Regions from separate parts of the Mus musculus genome. Here region 1 is linked to region 2. A link is a contact called in public HiChIP or PLAC-seq data. All regions are on one chromosome and are shown on one strand. The core of a region is the stretch at or near the end of the contact, and the rest is flanking DNA. Distances in the headings are between cores, read along the strand shown.

What was found. HiChIP or PLAC-seq counts read pairs in DNA pulled down with a chosen protein or histone mark.
Region 1: a contact with region 2 is called in an H3K27ac HiChIP or PLAC-seq map of embryonic stem cells, with 5 read pairs. The contact joins two enhancer-like sites. A contact is called at or near these places in 1 of 484 Hi-C or Micro-C datasets (palatal mesenchyme), 1 of 115 datasets of contacts at active chromatin or transcription factors (embryonic stem cells) and 1 of 9 other capture datasets (adipose tissue).

The regions. Positions count from the first base shown.
Region 1 is chr17:28,786,164-28,789,051 of GRCm38.p6, forward strand. No RefSeq gene overlaps it. Among named protein-coding and RNA genes, the nearest start is that of Brpf3, 14 kb to the right of the region's middle. Within about 2 kb of position 1,513, at least 12 of the 459 cell types and tissues checked have an H3K27ac peak or open chromatin away from gene starts, as enhancers often do. A contact at or near this core is called in embryonic stem cells, where this site is marked.
Region 2 is chr17:28,591,537-28,594,709 of GRCm38.p6, forward strand. Srpk1 (serine/arginine-rich protein specific kinase 1) reads right to left here. Exons shown (of 16, transcript NM_016795.4): 13 at 2,634-2,741; 14 at 682-751. Among named protein-coding and RNA genes, the nearest start is that of Lhfpl5, 17 kb to the left of the region's middle. Within about 2 kb of position 1,660, at least 47 of the 459 cell types and tissues checked have an H3K27ac peak or open chromatin away from gene starts, as enhancers often do. A contact at or near this core is called in embryonic stem cells, where this site is marked.

The sequences.
Region 1 (2,888 bases), core at 263-2,762, 190 kb after region 2:
ATTACTAGTGAGTGTTATCACTGCTTGGGCCCTGGAGACCAAACGCAGGTCCCAGGCTTGTTTAGCAAGCACTTACCATCTGAGCTACCTCTCACTCCACAGAGCACTTTTGTATGCGATATGATAGTGGTGATGTGTGTGTCTGTGTCTGTGTGCTTCCTGTCTCTGTCTGCCCATGCCGGGGTTACAGGCGCATACAACCGTACCTGACTGTTTATGTGAGTCCTAGGATTTGAACTCAGGCCCTCCTACTTATACAGCGAGTCCTTCTACCTAGTGAACCATCTCCCCAGCCATGGACCACACTGCTGATGTTCCAGAAGTTTCCTAATATAACACAGAAGGAATTGTCAAGGAAGAAGCAGACATTGCAAGTGTTTCTCCTATGTAACAGACATATGTAACCCTGTGCCTCAGACCTGACTCACTTCATCAAAGACCTGAGGTCTTGATGGACAGTACCATTATCTTTGAAAAGCCACCTCCATGCCTCAGATGCTGTGGGACCGTGGGACTGGGATGGAATGCCTACATTTAATGGGGTTGGGCATTTCTGAGGTGGCAGAGAGACCATAAGAGCAGTATTGTGGGAGTTAGTCTTGTCCATGTGACTGGACTTGGGAGACACACTCCTGGGCTTGTCTGTTAGGGTGTCCCCCACCCTAACTGTAGCTGAGGACAGGAGATCTAGCCTGATTGTGGGTAACATCCTCCCATGGCTGGGGTCCCAATGCCAGCTGAGGACCAACCTTGATCTCTCTCCACCCAGGGGCCAGCATGCATGTCTCTGCCTCTTAACGGTTTGGCCCCATAACTTCCCCACCATGGTGGATTATCCTTACAAACCACCCACTAAAAGAAGCCATTTCTCCCTTTAAGTCACTCTTGCCAGGTTTTTAGTTTGCCACAGCCTGGAGAAAAGATAACTAGAATAATTAGGTAGGGAAATTGCCCCCCTCCAGGGGCCCTCCTTTAACTTACTTAAGCTTGTTTATTTTAAGTGCCTTCTCAAACCTCCTGTCCCTGGCCCGCTGACACCCCACCTCCCTACCCCCATCTCTGGGCTCTGCAAACAGAAGAAAACAGCAAGCTATAAAAGGTTTTTTTGGTTTTTTGTTTTTTTTTTTTTCGTTTTGGTTTTTCGAGACAGGGTTTCTCTGTGTCTCCCTGGCTGTCCTGGAACTCACTTTGTAGACCAGGCTGGCCTCAAACTCAGAAATCTGCCTGCCTCTGCCTCCCAAGTGCTGGGATTAAAGGCGTGTGCCACCTCCAGGCTAAAAGTATCTTTTATTTGCCTGAAGTAATTGTCATCTCCAAGGTTTGCTGCCTCCTTCTGCCCGGTCCAGGAAGCTGGAAGCTTCTAAGCTCCATACAGTTTGATTAAGGCCTAGAATCTTTTCAGCCTCTGAGACCGAAGGGTAAGAATAAGCTCACCCTTCTACAGTTCTCTCTGATCTCTGCTGGCTGATGCAACTCAACTGGGTTATATAGAGAAGAGTCTCTGAGGGAATGGCAGCCCAGCCTCTGGGCTGGAAAGTTCAGGGTTGGGGCAGGGTATGCCCGATAGGGCCTGGGGGATGCTGGGAGAACCTGGAGGTCTGGTCTGCTTTGATATGTAAAATATGCACCTCAGACCCTGGTTCTGAAACCAAACAATGGGAGCTTCCTTGTATAAACTAACTTTGATGCTTGGGATTGAAGATGTGTCTGTGTGTGTGTGTGCGCGCGCGCGCGCGCGCGCGCGTGCTAAGGCTGAGCCACACTACAACTAGAAACAGTGTTTTTTTAGTAAATAACACAATTTCAGGGTTCACAGTGTGATCAAATATCCTGCAACAGCAGCTAAAGAAAATTAAAAACCCTGTGACCTGGAGAACAGCTAAAAAGTAAAAAGTAAGGCATCTTAGGGACTAGAGACATGGCTCAGTGGTTAGGAACACTGGCTGCTTCTCCAGAGGACCCAGATTTGGTTCCCAGCACCTGAATAGAGGCTTGCGAGGTCCCAGAAACTGCTTTTTAATTCAGGTCTCCACGGGCATTGAATATTTACACACAGAAATACTGACAGGCAAAACCACTCATACACATAGATAATTTTTATAATTCTTTTTCATTTTATAGCATTTTAAAGAGTGTGTGTGTGTGTTCACATGTGCGAGCGCGCTGTATGTATATGGGTGCCCTCCCAAACTAGAAGTGGGCATTGGATCCCGTGGAGCTCGGGTTTGAACCAGGGTCCTCTGTAAAAGCCTCAAGTGCTCTTATCTACCCAAGGGTCTCTCCAGCTCAGATGCAATCTTTTCTAAGGGAAGTTTTTATAAAAGGAATTTCCGTTTTACAAAGAGGTTACTATATGTCTTCTCCCACCTTGTAAAAAATGCCTTGTGGGATGGGGGCAGTTTATTCCCAGAACTAACACCAGCGCCATCTCCCAGTGCATCATCTCTGCTGGACATCTGAGAGCTGCCTTTTGGCGGTTGGTCGCTTTGTTTGCTCTCTCAGTCAGGACCCTGCTGTGATCCCTGCTGGATGTCATGAACTCCTGCTTGGATGGTTTGTCTGTTTGTCCTTCTAAGTGCTACTCGCTGTCCTTTCTTCTTGCTACATGCTTAATAAACTCAAACCCCAAAGGTCAGTTATTGCAGGCTGCCGCAGCGTTAGCTGGCATAGCCCACAGGGTCTGCCAGTGCAAGTGCATTAGGAGGGATGCTACAGCCATGAGACAGCTTAAGTCTGATAGAACGCCTCACCCCTTATAGGTGGACACTAGAGCAGGGTGCAGCTAAACCCACGATTCCCCAGTTACTGGCTCAACCTTGGTTGAGATTCAACCTCCTTGCTTACAAACTAATTAGCTCAAGGAGCTCTCTAGTCTCAGCCTGCTCTTG
Region 2 (3,173 bases), core at 410-2,909:
TTGTGTCCCTGAGCCTGTCTGTCTCTGAGAGCGAGCGAGGAAGTCCTGTGACCATTTCCAACTGTAGCCAAAGGGCCTTGGAAGCCTGCCTATCAGCTCTGCAGCAAGTGCCAGGGGGGCAGAGATAGGGGTGAGACAGCAGTGTCAAGGTGAAGGGAAGCAGCAAACAAGGCTTCCCACGAATAGCTTCAAGGATTAGCTGGTCAACGTGAGACCAAAGCAGAGCACAGTGTTCAGGAAGCCTGAGGCCCACAAGCGTGCTGCCTGACTGTGAGCTTCCTGAGCTTAGCCACACTGCAGCTGCTCTGGAAGCCATAACCAGGATGTAGCAGAGCAAATGCCACGTCAGCATGGCAGACCTCCACAACCGCTAAGTAAAGGACCACCAAGGGAGTGCTGACCAACTGCGAGGAGGGGCAAGCACACCACCGGCACCTTTTACATAGACACTGCACTCCTTAGCTCACACTTTCCCAGGCAAGCACTTCCTTACTGGCTTTGCCTCCTCAGTGCTATGACGACATCCTTGTCCCACCCAGCTTTACGCTGGCTGCATTTCTCCTGTTTTGGGGTCTCATACAAACCTAGAGCAGTACCAGAGGCCTTTGGTGCCAACAAACGATGCCAGTTACAGTGAAAAGCAAAACAGCTACACACAAACAGCTGGCAAACGGGACTCACCTTCATCTCGTGTGTAATCCTCCCCTGAATGAGGCTCAAACAAATAGTCCCCTGTGGCTAGTTCAAAGGCCTAAGGAAGAGACAGCGCATGAAAGTATCAGAGAAACAGAACACAGCTGCAAAGCCTCTGCTATCTGATCCCAAACCTAGACGGCCACTTGAGAAGCATCTCAGATTGCTTCTGAATGACAGCTACAGACCAATAAAATGGGAAAAGGAGAAAAGCCTCCTCAGTCAGCACTGATGTTGGGGCAGCCTGAGGGAAAGGAGAGCACAGAGCACAGCAGAGCGGAGCCGACCAGCAGTGGGCTAACTGCTTCTCACCACACAACACAGCCGCACTTCAACAGACGGAGCGCTCGGAATGCTCTTTAAAACAAATGTTTAGCTGGGCATGGTGGCGCACGCCTTTGATCCCAGCACTCGGGAGGCAGAGGCACGCAGATTTCTGAGTTTGAGGACAGCCTGGTCTACAGAGTGAGTTCCAGGACAGCCAGGACTACACAGAGAAACCCTGTCTCGGCAGGGGAGGGGGGACCCAAACAAAACAAAAAAAAATTTAAAGGAAAGGCGGGAACTTGTTGTGCCTGGCGAGGCAGGACTGCCAAGAATCCGAGTCCACCTTGGGCCGCACAGTCTGGAAAATGTCCTTGTAACCTGGAATGTCTGTAGGATTCTAGCGGGATGCTCTTTACAACAAATGTTTAGCTGCTTGTTTCTTACTAGCTCTCTGGTGACTGTGGGAACAACTTTTAAGAGTTGGCTCTTTCTTTCCCTCCATGTATGTCTCAGGGCTTGGAGTCAGCTTATCAGGTGCCTTTATCCAGAGCTAGGTCATGGGCCTTCAAGACTCTTCTAGCCACCAAGAAATGGTATCTGAGATGAGTCAGATTTCATCATGGCACTCTGTAGCCAGAAATATGTAGCTTGATGACAGTGCTCTCTTCCAGGCCCCAGTTTCTCCCCGTGGCCAGCAGAGGGCGCAGCGGGTGTTGAGAGGCTGCACATAAACCACCCATGAGACAAGCAGCCCCATCCTGCACTGGAATCCTACAGAGTTGGAAACATAATTTACATTCCAGATTACACGGACATTTTCCAGACTATGCAGCCCAAGGTGGACTTGGATTCTTGGCAATCCTTCTGCCTCACCAGGCTTAACAAGTTCCCACCTCTCCTCTGTAAGCCTCTCCTCTTGGCTTACTGCTGGGACTAATAAAACAGCAATTAAAGTGTAAGTGTGCAAACCTGACACACAGGGGAGCTTCCCTGGGAGTGACACTTTCAGCAAGTGTGACACCCCCATGCCCACCAAGCTGTCTTCTCTATGTCTGGTCTTGAATTTGTACAAAGGTATAAAGGGTAACAAAATACCAAGCTAGTGCTTGTAGCCAGTTTGAGTGTGAGTTGACTTGGAAAAGCAGGAACCCAAGGCCACTGTGTAAAACCAAGTGAAGGGACTATGTCCCCAACCTGTGTGGCCTGAGCAGTCAGGGTCTTTCTGAGCACAGAAAGCTTCAACTCAAACTCAAAGCCTAGGTCCACAGGAAAGCACGCCCACTGGCTGATGTTGACAAGCACAGACTGTAACAAAGGGGAAAACTAAATCAAGGCATAAACTCCCCAGCGTAAAGCAGCGACGTGTGGATTCACAGGTGCCCGGGCTTCACACCTGACTGACCCAGACATCTGAGGAGTGGCCCCACTGCAGAGGACAGCATCCTTCCAGTGGCATCCCAAGTCTGCAAACAGGTCAAGGCTATAAGCTCAAGGACAATAGTAACCAATACAGGAAAAAGAATGCCTTTGAACAATGGCTTTCAACCCACCCCACCCCTGCCCTCACCCCACCATGCCACGCCCATGGTTTCTGACATAACACTGAGAGCAGCTGTGTGACACTCTGCTCAGTACTGCATTAGCAAACAGGGAAGGCAGTGGGCAGGGCTCACCATGCATGCTGTGCTCCAGATGTCAGCAGGGGTGTTGTAGCCAGATCCTATCAGGACTTCCAAAGACCGATACTGCCGTGTCTGGATATCTTCAGTGAAATGCTTGTGCTGAGTGAGTCAAGGAGTGGAGATCCTTAATACTCATTTATTTAAAACAGGAAGTAACTAAGGCTTACTTAACGATGGAAACTAAAGCAAGCTGTCTGCAAAACTTATTTAACAACCTGTCTTACTGCTACTCCAGATAACTTAAAATTGAGCCTTAATTTAGTTTAGACATACAGACTTAGGAATAACAATAGCTTTATTAAGAAAATAAAAATAGCCCGGCGTGGTAGCACACACCTTTAATCCCAGCACTCGGGAGGCAGAGGCAGGCAGATTTCTGAGTTCAAGGCCAGCCTGGTCTACAAAGTGAGTTCCAGGACAGCCAGGGTTATACAGAGAAACCCTGTCTCGAAAAACCAAAAAAGAAAAGAAAGGAAAGGAAAAGAAAAGAAAAGAAAAGAAAAGAAAAGAAAAGAAAAGAAAACTATTAGA